3 separate regions of the Mus musculus genome follow, and all the other regions are linked to region 3. The links are chromatin contacts, called in public promoter capture Hi-C maps. All regions are on one chromosome and are shown on one strand. The core of a region is the stretch at or near the end of the contact, and the rest is flanking DNA. Distances in the headings are between cores, read along the strand shown. Region 1 holds the start of Zc2hc1c (zinc finger, C2HC-type containing 1C). Region 2 holds the start of Mlh3 (mutL homolog 3). Region 3 holds the start of Syndig1l (synapse differentiation inducing 1 like).

Region 1 (4,149 bases), core at 1,267-3,766, 590 kb before region 3:
TTTTGAATGAATGTAATGACATTCCCACGGACACAATAAGATTCTTACCCTCACAGAACTGTGAGGCTCCTACACAAAGCTCTGACTAGAGAGACTAGGCAAACAGAAATCCTGATTCTCCCCTCCGTCCTACACTACCCCAGTTCCCACAAGCAAACCAGTGAGGGCGTAGCAGGCCATTCCACGCACCCCTGCACAGAGTCAAATCTAGGAGGCTTTTATTACCTTGGCTGTGGCTGGTCCCCTCCAGTTCAAGTACTGCTCTAGTTCTGTGCCCTTCGCCCGGGCCCTGGAAGAGTCAAACACTTTTCTTTTGGACCCTTGCATCTTGCCACAGACGGTGGAGTGTCTCTGCAGCCTGAGGGAAAGAAACGATCGTCCACAGTGGCTGCACTTGGCCAGCTCTGGCTCTTCTGTGGAGGAGCTGGACCCAGAGGAGCCTGGTGTCCCGGACCGACTTGACTCCTGCAGTGTACTGCCCAGCTCCTCTGCCGGTTGAAAGAACGCGTCTGCTGAGGGTCCTGCGTCTTGATCTCGGATTTTACTGTTACTGGCCATCAGTCTTTCCCTTTTGAGCTTTTGGAGTTCATAATCAGAGAGCTGGCGTGGACTAGGGTTTTCCTGAGCCTGATCACAAGTTTGATCCTCTCCCCTGTTTCTACTGAATACCTCAGACCTGAACTCTGGGGACAAGCAGGGTTTGTGTGGGGTGTCATGGTCACCATCTCGAACCCTCCTTCTAGGTAGTACCATCCTTTGTAGCTCTCTGTCTTCCTGGAAAATGGCCTGTTTCTTTTCCTTCTGCATCCTTCGAAGACCCTCCTCTGTCTTCTTCAGCTTTTCTTGTAGGAGAATCTCCTTTCTGCGGATCTCCTTCTGTAAACTCTCCCCTGCAGCTTCGAGCCTTTGGATCTGGGTCCACTCGGTCCTATGGAGCTCCGCCACGACCTTCTCTGCCTGCACAGAGGCAAGAAGAGATGAATTCACCCAGCTCCTTAAACCAAAGCTGTTGTCTGAAAACTCACTTGAGTCAGGGAGTCTTGGGTAGCCATTCTGGTCCCCGTCTGCGCCCGCATCACTTGTACTATGTGACTTCCGGTGGACCATGGGTTTCAGTGGGTAAGCCCGATCCACTCCCACTCGTTTCCTCCTAAAGGGAATGAAGTCCTGGTCATTTGCTTTGGGATACCGGGGTGTCGGACTAGACAAGTAAAACAGACCCTTTCCTTGGCCCTGGGCATTGTTCCCTGAGCCTTGCTGCCTGATTCCTGCACTGTGGGGACAGGAGTGCCTCCGGGCTTTTGTGCAGACGTTCCTTTTGGGGCGGGTGGAGACCTCGTCCTCCTGCTCCATTTCTGTGTTGCTCCAAAGCTTCGACTGGAAACTATTCCTCAAATGTCCCATCGAGGGCCGCTGGGAAGAGTCACTTTGTTCGTAAGGGTCGTGCTTAGCTGAGTGGAGTCCAGGAGCTTCTGTTTTATTATGTGGGAACATAACGCCCACAGGCAGATGTGGAGCCAACTGGAGACCAGCCATTCAGTGCCTGGACCGAAGCCTAGGGGAGATTTAAAGCAGATACATGTGAAGAATTTGTCTGAGGTTCACTCCCGGCTGCTAGAGTAAACTGTTTGTCCATTTGCCCTACCCACATTCCCTTTAAACGTTTCTCGGGACTGTGGTGTTGGCTCTGCCAGGACATTCTTTCAATAAGCATTTAGGGAGTGATGGTTATGTGCCAGGCCAGACATTGCTAAGCCCCGAGGACCAAAGAATGGACGTGACACAGGTGTTCTGCCACTGACTTTCCTCCAGGCCTGTAGATGACCTGCTCTACACCATTTATGGAATGGGTGGGAAAAGCTTTAGATAGAAGGTCGTCCGTGACACAAAACAGGCAACCTGCTCTTACCAGCCCCGGGTTCTTGTAAATTGCAGAGGCCGCTCTGAGTCCAGTCCCACGGTTTTACGGGGTGAGAACAGTGGCCTGGCGACAGGGCCTGGCCCAAAGCACTCCCTGGACTTTCCCCTTGCTACAAACTACAAAGAGCACGAGCCACCCGGGCCTGAAGCAGGTGCCCGGCTGTCAAGCCCTCATGCAAAGATGCTCTATGGCTCAAACCGCACCAGGCTTGTAAAGAGAGTGTGTTGGGAGAGGGGGTGACAGACACCTGAGCGCCCCAGCCCGCTTTGGATCCGGAACTCCAGAGTCATGTTCTGTCCCAGAGGGTCAAACGGGAGTCCTTACTGGGACCCGGCCTCTAGGGATAAACTCTCACTCTCCAACCCCTCGGGAGGTCTCAGTATCTCCCCTTTCGGCGTACCTGAGGCGCTCGGGGGCCGCTCCAGCTCAGGGAAAATCCCCAAGACCTAGTTTTCCACACCTGACTAAACCCAACCGCCGTCCACGCAGGCGCTCTCTGTCCACCTCTGTTATCCCGTTGCCTGGAGACCAGAGCACCGCCTCTGGTTGAGAACTTTTAGCTCCAGATGTGCGCAGGCGCAGTCCACAAGCAATCCGAAAGCCGCCGGGGCAGATTGGGTTGGAGGGACGGAGGGAGGTGGTGGAGGGAGTGCGGGGAGGTGGGGAGGGAGGTGGGGAGGGAGGTGGGGAGGGGAGGAGGGAAGGGAGGTGGAGTACGGGTGCAGTCGGGTCACTTGTCGAGGTGCAGCCAACTCCGCAGCTCAGATCAGCGTTTCCCTTGGGGAGGGGTTGGAGAGGTTTTTCTGGGGCTACATCAAAGAAGAACTTGGATTTCTCCGAGAATGAAGCTCCCAGACCTTAGGGTGTGCCCTTGTCTGGAGAAGGGTGGAGCCCCTAGATGGGCTGCGGAATCATCCCGCCCCAGGATTCGGGAGTCTGTCCAGCTAGCGGGAGTGGGACTGCTGATCACCCTTCTGAGTGCGCTCGGCTACTGCGCTCAGGCCCCAGGTAGGGCTATGTAAGAGCTCCAGGCTACATGCTCCGGGCTGTCTTCCCTCGCAATGCTTTGGCGCTTGCTATTATATTAGCTTTACTATTATTTCACTACGTGTTATAGTCCCAGGGTAGTTTCTATGGCCAATCTAATCATTTTGCTATTATAACGTTTCACTCTCACGTGACCGTTACTACTTAGGGCCCAGGAATGACTCAGCCAAAAGTAACAATAATAAAGTTAACAACCAGATCAACAGTAATGAACATAACTTGATTTCAACATTAAATGGTCCTCTGTAACTTTTTGACAACAGAAGAGAGTTTATTTGTCTTCTTCGTGCTTCAGTTCATTTGGATAAGCTGTTTTGGAACAGATAGCTCCGTTTTTCTTGTAACTACACAGAAGATTCGAGCACGTGGGAAATAAAGTAGACAGCAGTCTCGTTAATACAACAGATCAGATGTCAGCTTTTATGCGCTACAAAAAAAAATTCCTTGGTGGACTCTCTAGGGCAGATTGTCAGTCATTCTTTTCATTCCCAGTTGGCTCTTCGGCCTTCTCCACATTGCAGAGGTTTCCCACGGACTAGGACCCTGCCTCAGTCAGCTTCTATGGGTTTTCCCATACATCTTTTCTAACTCGTTTCCATACTCTCCCCCTGAATCTCTAGTGTTCAAGTATACATAACTTCCTTGTGCAAGAAAAGTTCCCCTTCCCATCCCTGGGTCTGTCTCTCTCTGTGTTAGGATCCCACTGGAGTCTCTTCTGTTTTGTTTTGTTTGCTGTTTGTTTTGAGACAGGCTCCCTATTTAGTCTATGGTTAGCACTAGTTAGTCCTCCTGCCTACTTAATCCTCTTGTCTCAGATTCTCCCAGGCTGGGTATAGGCATATAGGCCTTTCCTCCCTCCCCCCCCCCCCCGCCCCCACGCACACGCACACAAGAAAGAGAGAGGAAGAGAGAGAGAGAGAGAGAGGAAGAGAGAAACTCCGAGGTCTATGTGAATATATGCCTTGTGTGTGCAGTGCCTGGGAAGGCCAGAAGATGGCAATGGAACCCCTAGACCTGAAGTCATGACAATTGAGAGCTACCTAACAGGACACCTCAAGTTCTTTTTCTTTCTCTCCTTCTCCGTCTCCTCTCCCTCCTCCCCCTCTCCCTCCCCCTCCTTTATTTTGCTTTGGTTGGCTTCTTTGTTTGTGTTTGTTTTGTGGTTGGTCTGGAGCTCTCTA
Region 2 (3,977 bases), core at 1,394-3,893, 570 kb before region 3:
GGGAGATCGGGGCTAACCTGGTCTATATGATGAGTTCTATCCAAGCCAGCCAAGGCTACATGATGAGACTGTTTCAAAGAAAAAAAAAATGAACAAGCTGTAAGCACTAGGAAATCATTCTGAAGGCATCTTTTGGGGGCTCACTCTAGCGCTTGACCATAATTACTAAGCAATGAAAAATGCTAAAGAAGTCAAATGCTGAGTTTTGTAGAATTTTTAAAAAGGGGGGGGGGTGTAGAATCAAGTGGCTAAAAATCAGCCATGAGATCCCCTTTGGTGTCTGTTTTGATTTTTCTGGACAGTGTCAAATTAGTTCCGGTGGTTTGATTCCAGGCCAGGATGCTGGCCCGATTCTGTCTCCCTTTGTTCCGTGCAGTCTCACCGCACCTCTCTTTCTCTCTTTTCTTCCCTTAGGCTGAGGGTAAAAAGCTAGGTTTGGTGGGCTGGGTTCAGAACACCGACCGGGGCACCGTGCAAGGGCAACTGCAGGGCCCCGTCTCCAAGGTGCGCTTCATGCAGCAGTGGCTGGAGACCAGAGGAAGTCCCAAGTCGCACATTGACAGAGCAAACTTCAACAATGAGAAAGTCATCGCAAACTTGGATTATTCAGACTTCCAAATTGTAAAATAATGAAACGAATCTTAATATTTTTTCAAAATAATCTCACTCCTTTTTTTAAATCGCTAGATTAAAAAAAAAATAGAACTATTCTGTGCTCAGTATTAGAATTTGTTAGTAAGTTATTTTGGTTGCATGTTGGAAAAGTTACCACGTATTACAAGTATGATGAAATACAAATGTGTATAATTCTAACCAATAAAAACACATTAGAACCTTATGCTTACATTGCTTCCCCCCCTCCCTTTTAATCCTTAGTGAACTTTGGGCAACATGATTAATTCGTTATTGTGAGAGGAAAATTTTGGGGTAGTTTAACGAGGTCTGAAAGAGAAGTAACTTTGCCATTTCTTTACATTGTTTACACGGGAGACTTCATGTGTAGCAAGAGCAAATGCCACCAGGTTGGGCTGTTCCGTGTTCACATGACGCACTGCACTAATTACTTTTGGTTTTCAATCCTTTGGAACATCTACAGTCACTCCTTTTCCAAAGGTGAGAAATTCAGATAAAGTAGTTATGGCCTGGATTGCGCCTCCCCTCATTTGTATACCTAAACTACTCTAACCCAAGGACCAATCCCATTGGACTGCTGACTCATAAGAGTGTATGCACCACAGACCACGTGAAGACAGACAGCCACACCCAAGAAGGAATCCTGGCCTAAACTCCAGCTTGTCCTAGAACTGGAAAGAAAAGAAAACAAACAAAAACCCCGGCTACTTAAGCCACCCAGCCTGTGGCCTTTTGTCATGAAGCCCTGGCAAACTGAACAATAATCAGAAGTTTGCTTCATTGGCTCCACAAGTCTGATTTGGTTTGGTTAGTAATTAAATATATACTCATTTAAAACTTTGTCCTAAGTTCCTTTAAAGGGAGGAGGGATGTCCTCCCTGTGGAGATGGCTCAGCAGTTAAGAGCACTGGCAACTTTTCCAGAAGTCCTGAGTTCAACTCCCAACACCCACATGGTGGTTCACACAGTCTATGGCTCTAAGACCAAGGGATCCGATGCCCTCTTCTGGTGTGCAGAAGTACAAGCAGACAAAACCCCATACACATGAAATACATAAATCTTTTTTAAAAAGTTTCTGGGAGGAGGTTTGGATGAAACAGAAGACAAAAACTGAGGATTGCCTAATAATTCTCAAAATATTCTCACTGTGCTCTTGCAGGAAAAAGCCGTGGTGGTATGGGGGTGGGGAGAGAGAGAGAGGGAGGAAGAGAGGAAGGAAGGGAAGGAGGGACCCTGATGTCCTGATTTGCAAATCAAGAGAGTTGGGCTGGGCAGACGTGGAGGTGGGGTGGGGAGTGGGAGCACACCTTTAATCCCAGCGTTTGGGAGGCAGAGGCAGAAGGATTTCCGTGAGTTTATAGGCCAGCCTGGTCTATAAAGCGAGTTCCGGGGCTGTTACACAGAGAAATCATGTTTTGAAAGAAAAACAAAAACAAAATATGAGAGAAAGAGAGAGAGGCTTCTCAGCCCTTTCCAGCTTCGTAAAGCTTTAATTTTCAAGAATGCTCTTGCCAGGCAGTGGTGGCGCACGCCTTTAATCCCTGGATTTGGGAGGCAGAGGCAGGCAGATTTCTGAGTTCAAGGCCAACCTAGTCTACAGAGTGAGTTCCAGGACAGCCAAGGCTATACAGAGAAACCCTATCTCGAAAAACAAACAAACAAAAAAAGGAATGCTCTGCATTCATTCCCTGAATATCTACTTGCCACCAGGACACAGCAGTAAACAAAAAACCAAACTACTTTCACATAGTTTACAATCTAGCGAACAAAGACTAAGGAAACAAGAAAGATATATGTGGAACTACATATTAGAACATGCAAAGGAGACGAGAAGGGGAGCAAAGTAAAATTTAGTAGAAACAGCCTTTCACCCCATTCCGAAAGAGAATAAGACAAAAGAACTAATTGGAACCCGCCAGGTGAAGGGACGCGCAGCTTGGCCACCTTAGCGCCTGCGCACTGAGACGTCGTGCAGACGCCGTCTGGCGGTGTCTCGGAAGCGCATGCTCGGGAGCGCGCGCTCGGCGTTGGAGGTGGTTGGTCGGTGAGAGTTGATGGAGGAGATTCGAGGTGAAGGGGGAAAGCACGTGATGAAATGTGGTCCAGAGAGCTTGTCTAACTGGACAGGAGCAATGGTGACTGCCGCGGGCCTGTCTGGCGGGGCCCCGGCTCCCCCGGAGGTGCGGGGTGGGTGGATTGCGCAGGCGCGGCCCGGCCTGCACGGGATGCCCGACTTTCCAGACCCTAGAACTGCTCATTACACATTCACCCCGTTTGCCAACGGTGGCTAAATGCTGTCGTAGCCCCGGTTTTTCCAGGCTTTAAAAACAAAACAAAAGAGCCTGTCACCTGCCTCACTGTTGTCACTTAAGAATGAGACCTTTAACTACCTAGAGTCTTAGGGTTTGTATAAGAAAACCTGGAATCAGGGTCCGACCACCCCATACACTCACTTTTTATTGCCAAGCTATGTTCTGGGGATATAAAAGACCGAGAGTATCAATATAAAAGAATATCAGTAATAAGGGCCTTTCTGCAAGCTATCAAGCTACACAGGAGCAGGACTTAAATATCAAAGGAGTTTTACCTCCCCCACCCCCACCTCTTCCTGAGAAAGTAATGGCTTACTGTGTCTCCTTGATAGATTTGACTTTGACTTAGTCCCATTGTTTTTTTTACCTTCTTACTTACAGTGTCTTAGAACATCAAAGGATTTTCTAAAAGCCGTGGTTATTGTGTAAAGTATAAATGTTATGAAACTAGCTTGGACTTTTTTCATGAATAATTTCTAGCTAATGTTTCTTAGCTGCGTTTAATTTAGGCATCTGTTTTTAGTGAAGTGCTTAGAAATTTGAATAGTGTCTTTACGGATCAGCATCTAGCGTAATTATAATTTCACTCTAGGGCATTCATTTTAGGAACAGCGAAAATTAATGAAATTATGAATGCTTTGGAATTGAAGCTTGTTATACCAGTGCATGAGTTTTGTGTGCTGTCTAGAAACTAGAAGTATACTTCCCTTTCGCGTTTTGGTTTAATACTCTAACTGTAGTTCTTTGTAATAGTCGAGAGAAATGGGTGATGTGATATAACTGAGGTTTGCTAGAGTATGTGTTGTGTTTTGTTTCCTGTAGGTGATTATTTTCCAGTCAGAGAAGGAAGCCAGTGTCTGCCACTCCCTCCACATGTGTCCCTGCCATGATCAGGTGTCTATCAGATGACGTAAAAACCAAGTTGCGTTCCGGTTTAGCCATAAGCTCCTTGGGCCAGTGTGTTGAAGAACTTACCCTTAACAGTATTGATGCTGAAGCAACATGTGTGGCCATCAGAGTGAATATGGAAAC
Region 3 (3,822 bases), core at 996-3,495:
AAACCCTCCAGTGTAAATCCTTCAAAGATCTAGACTTGGGCTTTTCTTTACATTCCCGGTGCTAAATTTCCTCACACTGCATGATGGAGAAAGGACAGAGGGATATAGAAAAAACCCACTGGAGACATACAGAGAGAGGTACAGACTCAGTCCCACCTATCCCTTGCAGGCAGTAAAAGGTAATTTCCCTGGAAGTTCTTATTGCTGCATTAGCCACTGTTCCCCATTCCCCATTACACAATGCTTATTTTCCTACTTCAAAGCTACAGAAGGGTTTACAATCCTAAAGGAGCAAAGGCCCAGGAAGATTAGGCAACTGCCAGAAGTTGCACAGTCAGTGACAAAGGAAGACCAGCACCTAAGGTTCCCTGGCACCCAGGCCATGGCTCGGTGACACACCACCAACTATAGGTCTCTCTTGGAGCCTTCCCTCCAGACAGCAGCACTTAATTATCAACATTAGTATTTGAAATTCCTATTCAGCTTTTGCTTCACTGGCTTATTATTATTATTTTATTAATATTATTATGATTATCCTTTTAATTAGTAATTTAGTAAGCAGCCCAGGCATTGACAAAAACCAGGGTGGGGAAGGGGCAAGCAGGGGGAGGCCAAAGACAAGCAAGGGCCTTATGTGCCTATGGCAGGGAGACTAAAAGTGAGCTAAGTAACACAAGAGATGATGCTTTTAGGAAGGGGTTTACTTACATGCATGTGGGGCAGGAGCCTTCCTAGTATAACTCTAGTGGACAGAGCCAGGAAAAGACCCGTGACCAACCCTAGGCCAAGGAAGCTCTCTGCCGGGTTTGAAGGAGAAACCCAAAGAGACCAGACCGTGGCCCTTCCTCTGCAGGCTGGGAGCTAAAGGGAACTGCTTTAGATGTTCTGCGCCCACAAGAGCTCCCTCCCATTCAGTGTAGGTTGGCATCCCGACATGGGAGAAGGGAGGGGTCACTGCAGAGTTTTGTTCCCAGGATTCTACAGCTGCCTCAGCTTCAGCGTGCTCTGGAGTTCCCTTTGCCCATCGCTATTTACCTTCCTTTAATGAGAATATGCCTTTTTTCCTGTCCTCTGGGTACCATGATGAATCTCAAGACCTTGTCATGGGTAGAGGGGAAGGCATGAACAATGCTGGTATCCATCCATTCACAACACTCGCGGTAGGGCTAATCTCTCACCATGCTTAAAAAGACAAAAAACAAAACAAAACAAAACAAATGACAAAAATTTAAATTAAATTAAGTTAAATTAAATTAAATTAAATTAAAGGGCTAGCAAGATGGCTCAGCAGGTAAGAGCACTGACTGTTCTTCTGAAGATCCTGAGTTCAAATCCCAGCAATAACATGGTGGCTCATAACCACCCATAATGAATAAATCTAAAAAAATAAAAATCTATGGGAGCTCAAGAAGAAGAAAAAAAAGAGCCGCATAGTTGGGAACACAGAGCCGCCAGAACCCTACAGTCAGATTAGATTTCAGGCCTCCTCATGGGAGAATGACAGAGATGGCTCACCCACTGAGCCTATTGGATGCCAATGTGTCACATATATGTCCTTATATGACCCCCTCATTGATGGATTCCGTCTGGAGAATTTGACAGGTTTTGTAACTTCCTCTGGGTCACACAGTGTTTGGAACAAACTATCACCAAAACTCATGGGCTATAGAACCTATATACTTCCCAACAGAACTGAAGTCTCCAAATCCCGATATTTAAGCTGTGTTGACCTCAGCACAACTCATCCATGTTTGGGAGACAGAGGGTACCTAGTAGATTGTTAAGATAATTAAATGAGATCACTCTGGCTAAATAAATAAATAACCTGGCGTGGTTTATTTAGTAGGCATTCAATAAATATTTTTGTTTGTTTGTTTCTCTTTGTAGGGCTGATCAATAATTTGAACTCAGAGCTTGGGAGCCTCAGAGCTCAAAAATACTCTAAGAAGCTCAAGGGTCGCGCGCGCATCGCTTCTGGGGTGCGCGAGAGGAGGCAGGGGAGAAAAGCTGGAGAAGAGGGTTTGGCTCCAGGAAGCAGAAAAGCCGGTTCCAGCTGCGCGCCCCTCGCGCCGCCGCCGCCTCCTCCGGGCTCCCCGACTTCCCGCCCCGCCCCGCCCCGCCCCTCCCCTCCCGGGAGCTGGGTCCGGAGTGCCTGGTGGGCTGGTTCTGGAGCGTGGAAGGGAGCACGGAGGCGAGAGGCAGGCGGTGGCGGCGGGAGGCGGGGACCCTCCTCGCCGCTCCCCCAAGTCGGCGCGGAGCCGCCTCGGGCCGGGCTGAGAGCTGAGCGCGGCGGAGCCGGGATGCGGGGCTCCCGGGACCGTGTAGGGCGCGCGGGGCGGCGGCGGGCGAGCGGGAGCTGTCCACGGTTCTGAAGCAGCGGCGGCGACAGCGGCAGGGACGCGGGCCGGGAGCAGGGAGCTCTCCTGGAAGCTTCACCGCGGCCGCGAGGCGGGGACGCCGTTGCTCGCCGGCCCATGCCCGGTCCCCGAGCCCCGCGAGGAGGCGGGACGGTCCGCAGAGCGACAGGTAAGGAGCCGTCTGGGGGCGCAGCGGGAGCGCAGAGCTAGGCACCGAGAGAGCTGGGGAATGCTGGGGGAGCCTAGCAGTGCTGAAGCTCCAACCCCTACAGGTCCTCGCACTCCTTCAGAGCTCTGGCCAGGTCCAGCCCCACTCTTCACCTCCTTGTTGGGTGACTCTAGGAGAGACTTGAGGCATCCAGACTGTGATAGGTACCTGGGCACCTTGACCCTGTACCTCCAGGTCTTGGCCCTGACCTGAGACAGCTCTGAGACACCTTGCCTACTGATTACAGGAACATTGATGTGAGTCTCCCAGACTCCCTAGTATCAGTCTCCACTAAGATTCCATGACATTGGTCAAATCTGAGTGGATTTCACTCAGCTATTCCTTCCCATCCAAGCCTGGTCACTAGAGTGACTGGAGAAGCTGTGATCTCTTTGCTCTTGGGTTTCTTTGCCCTGGAATAGCCCTTGGGACAGGGAAATGGGGGCAGGGGTTGTCTATCTCCTCAGGACTGGTTAATACATTTCTTTGGGGGAAAGGAAAAGGTGACAGGTTCCTCAGCTTTTTCCGTGACTCTCTTCCTCTTGAAAAGGGGCTGGGCTTGCATCACACTGCTTGGTTTGGGAAGACAACGTAGTGGACCCGGATCTGGTTTTCTATTATATGCCTGAGTGCTGATGACCCCGACAGAGCTTCCATTTGGTTCTCTCTCTCTCTCTCTCTCTCTCTCTCTCTCTCTCTCTCTCTCTCTCTCTCTCTCTGGCAAGAGTATGTAGCATGAGCTCATTCAGGCCTGCAAAGTGCTTCCAGTTCTTCAGCCCAGAGTTCTGTGAGTGGCAGAACAGACCCATGGAAATAAAACTGCGTAGAGGTAGACTAGTTCACTGCTGTGGTTGACCACGGTCTTCAGACTGGCTCCTCGGCACCCTCCCACCCAGCTCAATTCCGCACCCTTGGAGGTCAAAAGGCTCTGGTTGGCAGCTTCTAATTCCTGGCATTAGTTGTCCAAGCTTATTAAGCCCAGTCTCCTCATCTCTAAGATGAGGATAAGAGCCTTGGGCATCTGTCCACCTCAGGAAACTGTCCTGAGATGCCAGGAGAGACATCTCCCCGCAGTGAGCTCCTCTCACTGCCCCAGTCCCCTAGTCGGGCCTGCTAACAGTGATCAGCTTACTGCCGCCCTTAACCCCTATTCTGCAGTCCAGCCTTGGCTCCTTCTGCCTGCAGCCTCTAAGGAGTCCCAGAAACAGTGAAGTCCAACTCATAAATCTCCAGGAAATAAGAGGATTTCCTGCCCCC

Evidence for each region. Promoter capture Hi-C pulls out the DNA fragments that hold promoters and counts their contacts.
Region 1: a promoter capture Hi-C map of pre-B cells shows a contact between it and region 3, with 2.9 times the contacts expected there. The contact joins the promoter of Zc2hc1c here to the promoter of Syndig1l in region 3. A contact is called at or near these places in 2 of 39 promoter capture datasets (pre-B cells and stem cell-derived epiblast-like cells).
Region 2: a promoter capture Hi-C map of pre-B cells shows a contact between it and region 3, with 3 times the contacts expected there. The contact joins the promoter of Mlh3 here to the promoter of Syndig1l in region 3.

What each region holds. Positions count from the first base shown.
Region 1 is chr12:85,286,958-85,291,106 of GRCm38.p6, reverse strand. Zc2hc1c (zinc finger, C2HC-type containing 1C) reads right to left here and starts at 2,516. Exons shown (of 3, transcript NM_172414.4): 1 at 2,322-2,516; 2 at 226-1,555. The coding sequence starts at 1,536. It also overlaps a transcript of Acyp1 not described here.
Region 2 is chr12:85,269,265-85,273,241 of GRCm38.p6, reverse strand. Mlh3 (mutL homolog 3) reads left to right here and starts at 2,643. Exons shown (of 12, transcript NM_175337.2): 1 at 2,643-2,703; 2 at 3,768-3,977. The coding sequence starts at 3,832. It overlaps Acyp1 (acylphosphatase 1, erythrocyte (common) type), which reads left to right. Exons shown (of 3, transcript NM_025421.3): 3 at 415-844. The coding sequence ends at 630.
Region 3 is chr12:84,697,230-84,701,051 of GRCm38.p6, reverse strand. It overlaps Syndig1l (synapse differentiation inducing 1 like), which reads left to right and starts at 2,245. Exons shown (of 4, transcript NM_001033334.2): 1 at 2,245-2,526.